Regions from separate parts of the Mus musculus genome. Here regions 1 and 3 are each linked to region 2. A link is a contact called in public HiChIP or PLAC-seq data. All regions are on one chromosome and are shown on one strand. The core of a region is the stretch at or near the end of the contact, and the rest is flanking DNA. Distances in the headings are between cores, read along the strand shown. Region 1 overlaps Dlg2 (discs large MAGUK scaffold protein 2). Region 2 has its middle 130 kb from the start of Tmem126b. Region 3 overlaps Dlg2 (discs large MAGUK scaffold protein 2).

Region 1 (3,156 bases), core at 73-2,572, 610 kb before region 2:
ATCATTCTTAAAAGAACCTGGGATTTTTTTTTAAAGCCCAATTCTACCAATAACCAGCAAGAGCACCAGTATAACCTGTTAACTCCTCTCAGTCCCAAACTTTGTATCCGAAAAGTGTGACTTATAAAAAGTGTGACTGGAGACACATACTGAGATAATGGTTTGTTCTGCACCATATAAAAAAATTCCTGAAATACCACCCACCATTTGTACACACAGGGCTCACTATCTACATTTATTATACAGAGAAGGAGAAGGGAAAACTAAACACTTCTTAATCCCAGGCTGGGACATCCCAACATCACTAAATACAGCCTGGAAGGATCACTGCATCCCCCGAGATGACACAGTGTTGTAGCACAAGATCCTCAGAGCATTGAGTTCTCATTACACCGTTCCTCCTTTCCTCCAGCCAGGCAAATGGTGGTTCCCTAGGATGGAGCTAAATGATGCCCCAGTGAGCAAGCAAGATCTCTGAGGCATACCACCTGGTCTGGTTTGCCTGCCCTCCCTGAATATTGGCACTTAGGTGGCTATAAGACAGAGCTGTAGATGATCTTCAAAAGAATGGCTGCAACCACAGACCTACCTGCATTATAAATCTCTCTGGGACACCATGCCCCATGTTCAGTAACACAGGCAAAGCTCTCCTCTTTACATAACTCTTCTTTTTAATTAAGGCCCAGGAGGCCAAATAAAGACTCTGAAGTAAATCTTGATGCAGCTCTCCTTTTGAAGAGTAATGGCCTTCATAAGAAGATATGTTTTTTTTTTTTTTTTTTTTTTTAAATCTAGGTCTCTTAACTGCAAACCCAAACAAGTACAATTAGAGTTCCCAGGCACTGTGAAGTTCATTAAGGCAAATCAAGAAGTGGTGCAGGTAAAATCTAATCTCTTGCCTCTCGCATCAAAAGCCCCCACACTCGCCCACACTCCATCTCTGGTGGACTAAGCCCTGTGTCTTTTCCAGACTGCCTCTCCTCTCAGCAGCCTCTCTGGTGAGTTCGCCTCCAGGGGCCTCCTCTGCTTTCTGTTGTTTCTGTAGCAGCCAGACTGTTTCTTTCCTGCTCCCTCCCTCCCCAGGGTGCTTCCCACTCCTGTGGTTTGAGTGTCTTCCCACTCCTGTGGCATGTGTCCTTCTGGAGCCAGATCTGTTCACTCACTCAGTCCCTCTGGCTTTTCCCAAAATGATCCTCCTATTTGAACTCACGTTGTTCACACAAAATTTTTTTCTAAATTCATCCCTCTCTCTACACCATTTCTGCTATATACGGATGAAGTGCTCATTTCCACTCTCTGACCTCGTTACCCAGTACATGCATCTGTCACCTTACTAAGTATGGTAATTAGACACCCAAATATGCACTTCCTCTAAACTACCCTGGGCTGCTGCAGAAAAGGGAATATGCTTCACTTATGGTCGGCCCCAAATTCCATTTCTCAGCTCCTGGAAGACATTTATGAATACATGAATGTTTCTAATGGTGACAGATACATCCCAGAACACTCTGCAAACTCTCTCCAGGTTCATTCAAAACGTTGTGGGACCACAAGGAAAGGAGAACCCAAATCTAGTTTACAAAATGCATCTAATTGACATTTACATCTCAGGTCATCAGCTAGGGAGAGGGAAAACAGAAAAGGTCTGGGAATAATGGGGATCTTTCCTCATTATTCTCAGTATGTGATTCAGATGCTCAAAGAACAGAGACCTCCCATATAAGCTATGGTTAGGACTCAGCACATTATGCAGACCGAGAAGTTGTTAAGAGATACTTACTGAATACATGCATACATGCAGTCAGTGTCTAACACTGTGAGGAGCATTTTTCTCATTGTGACCTAATAAGACCAACCAGGGTAATAACATTGCTATGTATAGTTGTGATACATTAAAGGGCATTTTCTTATGATTATTTATAGTAGATCTCTTGGCACAAATTGTATGAATATAATAACATACTGCAAAATTTCCCAACATTGTTGCATATATCACTGTGAATTTGCCGTTATAAATGAATCCTCTAAGGAAAAAATACAGTAAAGGCATATTTGCCACATGATTATTTGATTGTCTATATCCCCTAATGTATTATTTACTCAAACACTTGAAGTGCAGTCATCCAATAGGACTCCAGAAATTGGCACATTTCACAACAAAATATGCTGAGCATGTACATAAATGTATGTAAATGTTCTCAGGTTTGAGCCAAGTTCCTTGCCTTTGTTCTCTTTCTCTGACTTAGTCATAGAGAGACTCATGAGGACTTGGGGCCTCTGGCTTAGTCACAGAGAGACTCATGGGGACTTGCGGCAGCTCTGTGCTTCCAAACTGAAATGATATTGCCAAATAGTTACCTATATGCAAACTGAACTTAGTCCTACAGCTTTTGTACGTAGTGCATAGAAGACTGTATGGGAAATGAGCAGAAAGGACACAAAGGAAATCATCTAGGAAGAGCAGTTTGCAAATCAGTTCTCCAGACTAGTTTTTCAACCTTCCTTGGGGGAACAATGTAGAAATGCTGCCCTTTCCCAGGATTGTTGGGCAGTATGCTCAAACACAGCACACAAAGACCTCCTGCAACCCCACTTACAGCTTCTCAAAGCCTGAGTGAAAGAGGGTCAAGGCGAGGGCTAACCTTGTATTTTAGAACGAATCTTTATGTGTAATCCCTTGTCGGTTTCTCAAATCCAGAGGAAAAGCTCCCCTGAGACTATTTTCCCTTGCACTGTTTTTTTCCCTTCTCAATTTTACCTGTCAAACTGTAGTGGAAAGTGTGAAAATCAAAGGTTTTCAGCAAACATGCAAACATGACTTTTTTTCCCCCTGTCCAGTCTGTTATATTTCATACTCATGTGCTTTCCAACTTCATTCTCTATAAATATTGTTTTCCTGGTTATTCTATTTAAAAACAGTAAGGAGAATAAATAATATCACACTTTCGTTCTTTTGCTGGACACTGAACAACACTATCATTTGTGCCCATTTTATACAGAGCTCTTTCATATATCTTCTCTGAATCCCAGAAGATAAATAGAACATAAAATAGAGAGAAATCTAGTCTGTCTGCTGAATATATGTCTGCTACTGAGGGACCAGACTTTGCATTATGTTGAGTAAAATATGATTTTACAGAACAAACCACATATACA
Region 2 (3,569 bases), core at 490-2,989:
ATAAATACAGGAAAATTTTAACATGCTTAGCCTTTGGGGAAATACAAAACCAATTACAATATTAAAAAAATGGAAATTTTATGCCAGTCAGAGTTCTTATCACTAAGAAAACAAACAAAAATACTGACAAGAATATAAGTGGGGATGCTTTCATAAACTATCAGTGTAAATATAAATTAGTCAAGCCACGTTGAAAAATACTATAGAGACTCCTAAAAGAACTAAAAGTAGAAAAACAATATAAACCTCTTATACCATTCCTAGAAATATGAAGAAAAGAATTTAAGTGAGCATACCCAAAGAGACACTCTTGTTTAGTGTGTCACTATTAACAATAAGTAAATTATGGAACCAACTTACATATGTACTAATATATAAAAGTGGTACGTAATACAGTGGAATTCCATTCAGCCATTTTAAAAAAGAAAATATTAATTCATTTTCAGGACAAATGGTGCAACTGGAGAGCATCCAGTTATACAAAATAAACCAGACTTACTCGGCACCAAAAACAAGCTAGAAGCCTACATCTCAGCCTTCACTTTGTGTTGGTTTCCTTTATATTAACTCAGATAAGAGCTTGACACTGCTTTACCCTGATAATCACTCAAGGAGTACTTATCTGACTGCTGTGCCCCATCTCCCTTCAAGACTGACGACACAGAGATTATGTCATCTGTGTCACTTAGCTATAATCCACATGGACTTCAGAAACAACAGATCCTCAAAAGGCAGACCACACTCTCAGATGAGGACCATTGTTACAATGAGAAGGTATCACCCTGGAGCACGAAATCACACTCTGAGAAACACCAGATACACTCAGGCAGTAGGCTTCTTTGGACTATCCTGCAGAGTCAGAACATAGACTAAGACCCATCTGGCTCCACCTTGACCAGGACTACTTCATTATGTATCTCTCTCTGGCTCCTCTGTTCAAACCTGCAGCTCTTGTCAGTACCCTGAAGATAGTCTTAGTGAGGTCACCAGATTCTTCAATTTACTCCTGTTCCCAGTGTGAACATATTGAATACATTTTCTCTGATGCCTTTTTTTGCTATCAGAAAACTAATAACCCAAACAAAAAAGCACATTTTTTTCATATATAGACTCTAGATATTTTTTGAAAGCATAAAAAGTAGAAGTGAGAAATTTTTGGAAAAAAAAAAGAAAACCAGTATAATGGGAAAGGAAGAAAGAAGAGGAAATAAAACAAGATACAGAGGTTAGAATAAGATCCAAAGATTATATACATATGTGTGTGATTCATATTGAAACTTATTTATACATTTAATGTATAATAGTTAAAAGGAGTGGACATTGAGTATCCTTCTCAGCCTCTATCCACCTTATTTTTGATGTAGGTTTTCTCACTGAACCTGAAGTTTACCAATTTTTCCAGCACAACTAGTGAGCTCACTACAGGGATCCTCCTATCCCTGTCTCTCCAGTTTTGAGACTGAAGGCATTTGCTGCAGCTGGCTTCTTATATGCATGCTGGGACTCTAAACACAGGTCCTCCTCACACTACACAACCAGCCCTCTTCCAATGTTTTATAAATTCTATATAATGGTCATTAAAAGGAGAATTGTAATGAAAATCCAAAGTGATTTTTAGAGCAAACTTATAGTGGTAGAATTCTGATCTAAAAATAAACTTTAGAAAAACAGGACTGAGCTGGATCTTCCATCGAAATCTAACCAAGAAAGCCAGGGCTGGTGGTACAGATCTTGACAGGCTAAGACAGAAGAGCCATGGCAAGCCCAAGGATAGCCTATGCTACATGGTTAGTTCCAAGCCTCAGACACTCTTTCTCAAAAACAAAGAGAAAATATTGGACCAAGTTTAGAGAAACAAATATTTTAGCCTGCCTGTATCAGTAGATTCTTCCTGCCTTCATTTCTAACATGCCACTCAGGCAAGCCACGCCAGTGCTGAGAGTGAGTAATTGAAAGAAACAGAATCATAGAAGCAACAGGTGCTGAACAGCTGCAGAGGGAGAGCTGGATTCCTCTCCAGACATCCTAAGAACCAGAGAAATGTTAATCTCTGATAACAAAGACACAGCAAAACTCGCCTTCAGGATCAGCCTGTCTTTACTGCATTTGTTCCTTAAAACTGTTGTGGGGCAATCATTTACTACTAACCAGGCTCTGAGGTACCAGAATTCACCCTTATCTGTTAGCTAAAAATTCTTTGTTCATATTTCTCCAAGAAACACAAATTTAATTGATTATTGTAAGTTCTCTCTCAAAATTTTATGATCCACAGACATAGCTATATATTAGAGACATTTGGAATTATGAATTAGATTCAAGAATATGAAAAATGTAATTTTCAGAGAAAGAGAGGTTGCTCAGTGTTTAACAGCACTGGCTGGTCTTTTAGAGAACCACTATATGGTTCTCAGGACCCAAATGGTGGCTCATTACCTATAACTCCACTTCCAGGGGATCTGTCACCCTCTGCTGGCTTCTATGCATACATGTGGCACACAGACATACATAAAAATTCTAATTCTCTACCTCTATTGTTTAGGATTATAATAATATCCATTATAATTGTATCCATTATAAAAGCCCTATGTAGAGGTATTATTGTCAATCTATCTTTTTAACTTTACAAAGAAAATTAAGCTATTGTTTTTACTATTCTAGAAGTTAGGAGCATGGAGCAGACATTAACCTGACTCTGGTAGAAGATGGCAGCACAACAGCCAGGTCATATGAAAAGAGACCACATCATCAACAGAAAGGAAGAAAGAAAGGAAAGGAGAGTCTGATGACGTAGGACTAAAGGTCTAATCATATGAGAACCAAATATCTAATACATGAATTGTGGAGTGACACATTCAAATAGCCTTGTGTGAGTGTATGTGTGTGTATCCTCTGTGTGTGTGTCTGTGTGTGTGTGAAGGAAAGGGGGTGAAAGGAAGAGGGAGAGGAAGAGGGAAGGAGATAAGAGTCTAGCTATGGAGCCTAGGCTAATCTGAAGCTTGTAATCCTCCTGCCTCAGCCTCCTATATGCTGAGATCACAGGCATGAATCACCATGAAAGACCCTGTCAATCAACTTCAAAGATGAGAAAAGTAGTGTAAATTATGATGAAGTAACTTGTCAAAACTTCAGTGACAGAATCAAGATTGAGTGAAGGCACTTAGCCACAGAGAGAACACTTCTACCTCATTATTGTTCATTCTTCAACTGCAAGATAACCTGAATGCACAGATCTGTCTTAAAGAGTAAACAATAAAGGCTGTGAATGGAGTAGATGCATGATAATACGTCCTTTTATTATTTCTGTCAACACACACAAAGCTGGATGGCCATAAACAGAAGAATCCACATAGGCTGTTGTTACAGTTTTGAATGCAAATGCTGAATATATTATAGCCCATACTTGCTGTGCTCTCTGGCACTTGGCTCTCTTTTACCTAAGCCTCTGCATAGTTTTAAATGTGGCTTTTCTACTTTGACAAGTGAAGTCTCAGTTTTATATTTATGTTTATATCTATTACATTCTCCAGCATGGTGCCTGGCACAAAAAAAATTAAAGATACTTAATAAAT
Region 3 (3,095 bases), core at 568-3,067, 830 kb before region 2:
AAGACAGAAGATCAAGGAAGGAGAGAAATATGGAGATAGAAAGAGAGGGAGGTAGGGAAGAAGATCAAAGTGGGTGTGTGTGATATAAATCAAAAGCCAAGGAAAGCCAGAACATGTATGTGTGCTTCTGAGTTCTTGGTGATACCACAACATCGTACATCTATAAGATACAACCAGAAAACACATTGCAAAGAATTTGAAAGAGGTTTGCTATGTAAGGCTTAAAGCTATGGGGTGAAGCAGGTTTGAGATTAAGAAATAATTCTGCTTACACTAGCCTGATATGTAGAAATTGCTAAAGTTGCTTCTGTTAATTGTACGGAAAACCAGTATTCTCTGTGTCAAATCTCATTTCTTTTTGTCACCTAAGCTCTCCAAGGGTTGAAAAGCAAATCTTTACTTTTATCTCCCATAATGTTCAACCAGAACGCTCCAGAGTCAGTTGGCTGAGGGACTTTGCTGAGAGAAAACTTCTTTGAAAAAGGAGTTATTTCGCAAACAGGAAAAACCTATTTCAGAAGAAGTGTAGAGTCAGTGAGAATATGAAATAAATAACAAATCTGCAAAGGAAGTGATGATTCCTAGGAAATATGTAAATTCAACTCAGAACACAGAAAATAACCAGCTGGGAGAAGGAAGCAGGCTCAAGAAATGAACTCTGGAAAAGTATGGGCTTTTATTTCCTCTCCCAACAGTTCAGCAGAACTGCCAGGCGTGTTAAGTGGGGTGTGTGTTATTCATAAAGTCTGATCATTGTAGATATTTGACTTATTTGAGGCCTGTGAGTAGAGAGCTGGCATTTTTCCAGCTCCGTTCTATTTTTCTTGGTGGGCCTGTGACCCTTAACCTGTGTCCAGCCACGCCCTGCACCTGCTGCAGCCTTCTCACCTTGCTACATTTCAGGAACAAACAAGTGGGGAAAACAGGGGGTGGAGGTGGGGGCTGGGTATAGAAGGTGGTGGCTGACAACAAGGAGCAGAAGAAAGAGAAGATAAAGACTCCTCAGTGTAGTGAATGGGTCAGCTCATTGATTCTTTTTTTGTATGTTCACTTTATTAATTTAAACTAAATTCTTGAATGGCACTTTGACTAGATCAGGCTTCTCTTTCTTCTCAGATGTAAAGGAATAGAAGGAATATGGGAAGAGAAAGAGTGAGACAGATATTACATAATTTTCACTGTTTCTCTCGTGTGTCTTCATCCTCCACTGCACTGCTCCTCCCTTTGTCATCTTTCAGGGGGGCAACATTTCTGTGATCATTTTCGTGATGTTTCTTTGCCCCATGGACTGACACGTGTGTAGGAAGAAGGCCCCTAATTGTTTTTGTTCAACCCTGATTGCAGTACCTGATACCAAGTGGGTTCGCAATAAATGTTGAATGAATTGTCTGGCCCAGTCTGTCTGCAAATCTATTATTCAAAGACCTGGGGGGAAAAAGTAGGTCAAAGCTTACTGACCTCTCTCTGTCTCCGATGCTGTCTCTGTCTCTCTTTCTCTCTCGCCTTTGCACCTTTAAGAAAATAACCCACAGGCAGCCATGTTGGCTAGCCCAGTGAACACTTGAGAAGAAGACGTTTTCTTTCTTTTTTTTTTTTTTTTTTAATCAGATTTGGAGCAGGACATGGGCAAGAAGAGCACTGGAGTGAGAGATGACCCACTCTTCCAGGCACTTAGCTTGAATTTTTTTTTCAGACAAACACTCGACTAAAAGGAAATACTAGCTTGCTTTTTGCCACAGAGAACAGGATGAGCCAGGATGTTAATTAAATTACAAATCAGCTGTCTGCTTGCAGCTGACAGAGCTTTGTGCGCTTCCAAGCAACGTCAGATATTTTAAACCCTCTGTAATTACCTACAATGGAGAAGCTGCCAGCAAGGATGCCTTCATGAATATTTAACGGCTCTCAAGATTCTTTTTAAAGCACTGATGATTTGAATAATCAAGAGAGACCCTACTGTTACTTTGGGCTGCCCTCCATCTGTCCAGAGAAGATTCTAGAAGCCCAGTCAGGAGTACAGTCTTTTCCTGAGCTGGGTCCAGATTCAAGGGAAGCCAGATTCACCCAGGGAGTCACCCAAGAGTTAAACAGACCTGATTTCTTTGAATATGTCGTGATGTTTTGAATATGTTTGGCCCAGGGAGTGGCACTATTTAAGAGGTGTAACTTTTTGGGGTAGGTGTGGCCTTTTTGGAGGAAGTAGGTCACTGTAGGGGCGGGCAATGATTACCTCCCTAACCTCGTGGGAGCCGGTCTGCTCCTGGCTTCCTTGGATAAAGATGTAGAACTCTTAGCTCCTTCTCCAGCTTCATGCCTTCCTGGACTCTGCCTTCCTGGTATGATGATAATGGAGTGAACCTCCTGAACCTGTGAGCTATCCTCAATTAAATGTCGTCCCCATTTAAATGTTCCCTTGGTCATGTGTCTTTTCATACCCATGGAAACCCTAACTAAGACTTATATCAAAATGGAACCCCAGTCTGAGGTGCAGTGTTGTGAATTAAATCTACATAGGTAGCACACAGGTTTTTGTTGTTGTTGTTGTTGTTGTTTTGATTTTGTTTTTATTTTTTAGACTAAAAGGCTAATTTTAAATGGTCTTTTCTCAGGTAGTTCTCAGAACTGGACAGAGAAGATGTCACTCTGATTTCCAAGTGTGAAGGAAAGAGGCTTAGAGGATCTTCAAAATACACTGTGAAAATATGTTTCAAGACAGCAAGCTGCAGCCCAACATGGTCGAGGAAAAGTCTGTTCTAGCTATGGAAACATGAGTCCAAACTTCCATTCTGACACTTGCCTCCTGGGAGACCTTTGGGAAGTTCTTGAGTATCTCTGAGCGTCATTTAACTACAGTTATGCATAAAAGAAACAGGGTTTATTTCACAAAAGTAGAGGAGTTGAATACAACACTGTATTCCAGGTGCGCACTAAGGTTCAGGACAAATGGTGACTCCCCCATTTCATGAAATCTGAAGAACGTTGCAGTTTTCAGCTTTGTTATAGAAATAAAAAAGAGTGTAGCCCCCCTCCCGCCCGAGAGTAAACTTTCATTCAGCTGTTTCTATCAGCAATAAGAAGAGAAATATGAACAATTA

What was found. HiChIP or PLAC-seq counts read pairs in DNA pulled down with a chosen protein or histone mark.
Region 1: a contact with region 2 is called in an H3K27ac HiChIP or PLAC-seq map of SST interneurons, with 7 times the contacts expected there. The contact joins two enhancer-like sites. A contact is called at or near these places in 1 of 15 datasets of contacts at CTCF or cohesin (pro-B cells), 3 of 484 Hi-C or Micro-C datasets (cortical neurons, liver and myocytes) and 1 of 115 datasets of contacts at active chromatin or transcription factors (SST interneurons).
Region 3: an H3K27ac HiChIP or PLAC-seq map of SST interneurons shows a contact between it and region 2, with 6 times the contacts expected there. The contact joins two enhancer-like sites. A contact is called at or near these places in 1 of 484 Hi-C or Micro-C datasets (the AML12 cell line) and 1 of 115 datasets of contacts at active chromatin or transcription factors (SST interneurons).

Annotation. Positions count from the first base shown.
Region 1 is chr7:91,216,692-91,219,847 of GRCm38.p6, reverse strand. The region is part of intron 1 of Dlg2 (discs large MAGUK scaffold protein 2); the gene reads right to left. Among named protein-coding and RNA genes, the nearest start is that of Gm24552, 25 kb to the left of the region's middle. Within about 2 kb of position 1,322, at least 14 of the 459 cell types and tissues checked have an H3K27ac peak or open chromatin away from gene starts, as enhancers often do. A contact at or near this core is called in SST interneurons, where this site is marked.
Region 2 is chr7:90,608,386-90,611,954 of GRCm38.p6, reverse strand. It overlaps a transcript of Dlg2 not described here. Among named protein-coding and RNA genes, the nearest start is that of Tmem126b, 130 kb to the right of the region's middle. Within about 2 kb of position 1,739, at least 6 of the 459 cell types and tissues checked have an H3K27ac peak or open chromatin away from gene starts, as enhancers often do. A contact at or near this core is called in SST interneurons, where this site is marked.
Region 3 is chr7:91,441,758-91,444,852 of GRCm38.p6, reverse strand. The region is part of intron 1 of Dlg2 (discs large MAGUK scaffold protein 2); the gene reads right to left. Among named protein-coding and RNA genes, the nearest start is that of Gm24552, 200 kb to the right of the region's middle. Within about 2 kb of position 1,817, at least 42 of the 459 cell types and tissues checked have an H3K27ac peak or open chromatin away from gene starts, as enhancers often do. A contact at or near this core is called in SST interneurons, where this site is marked.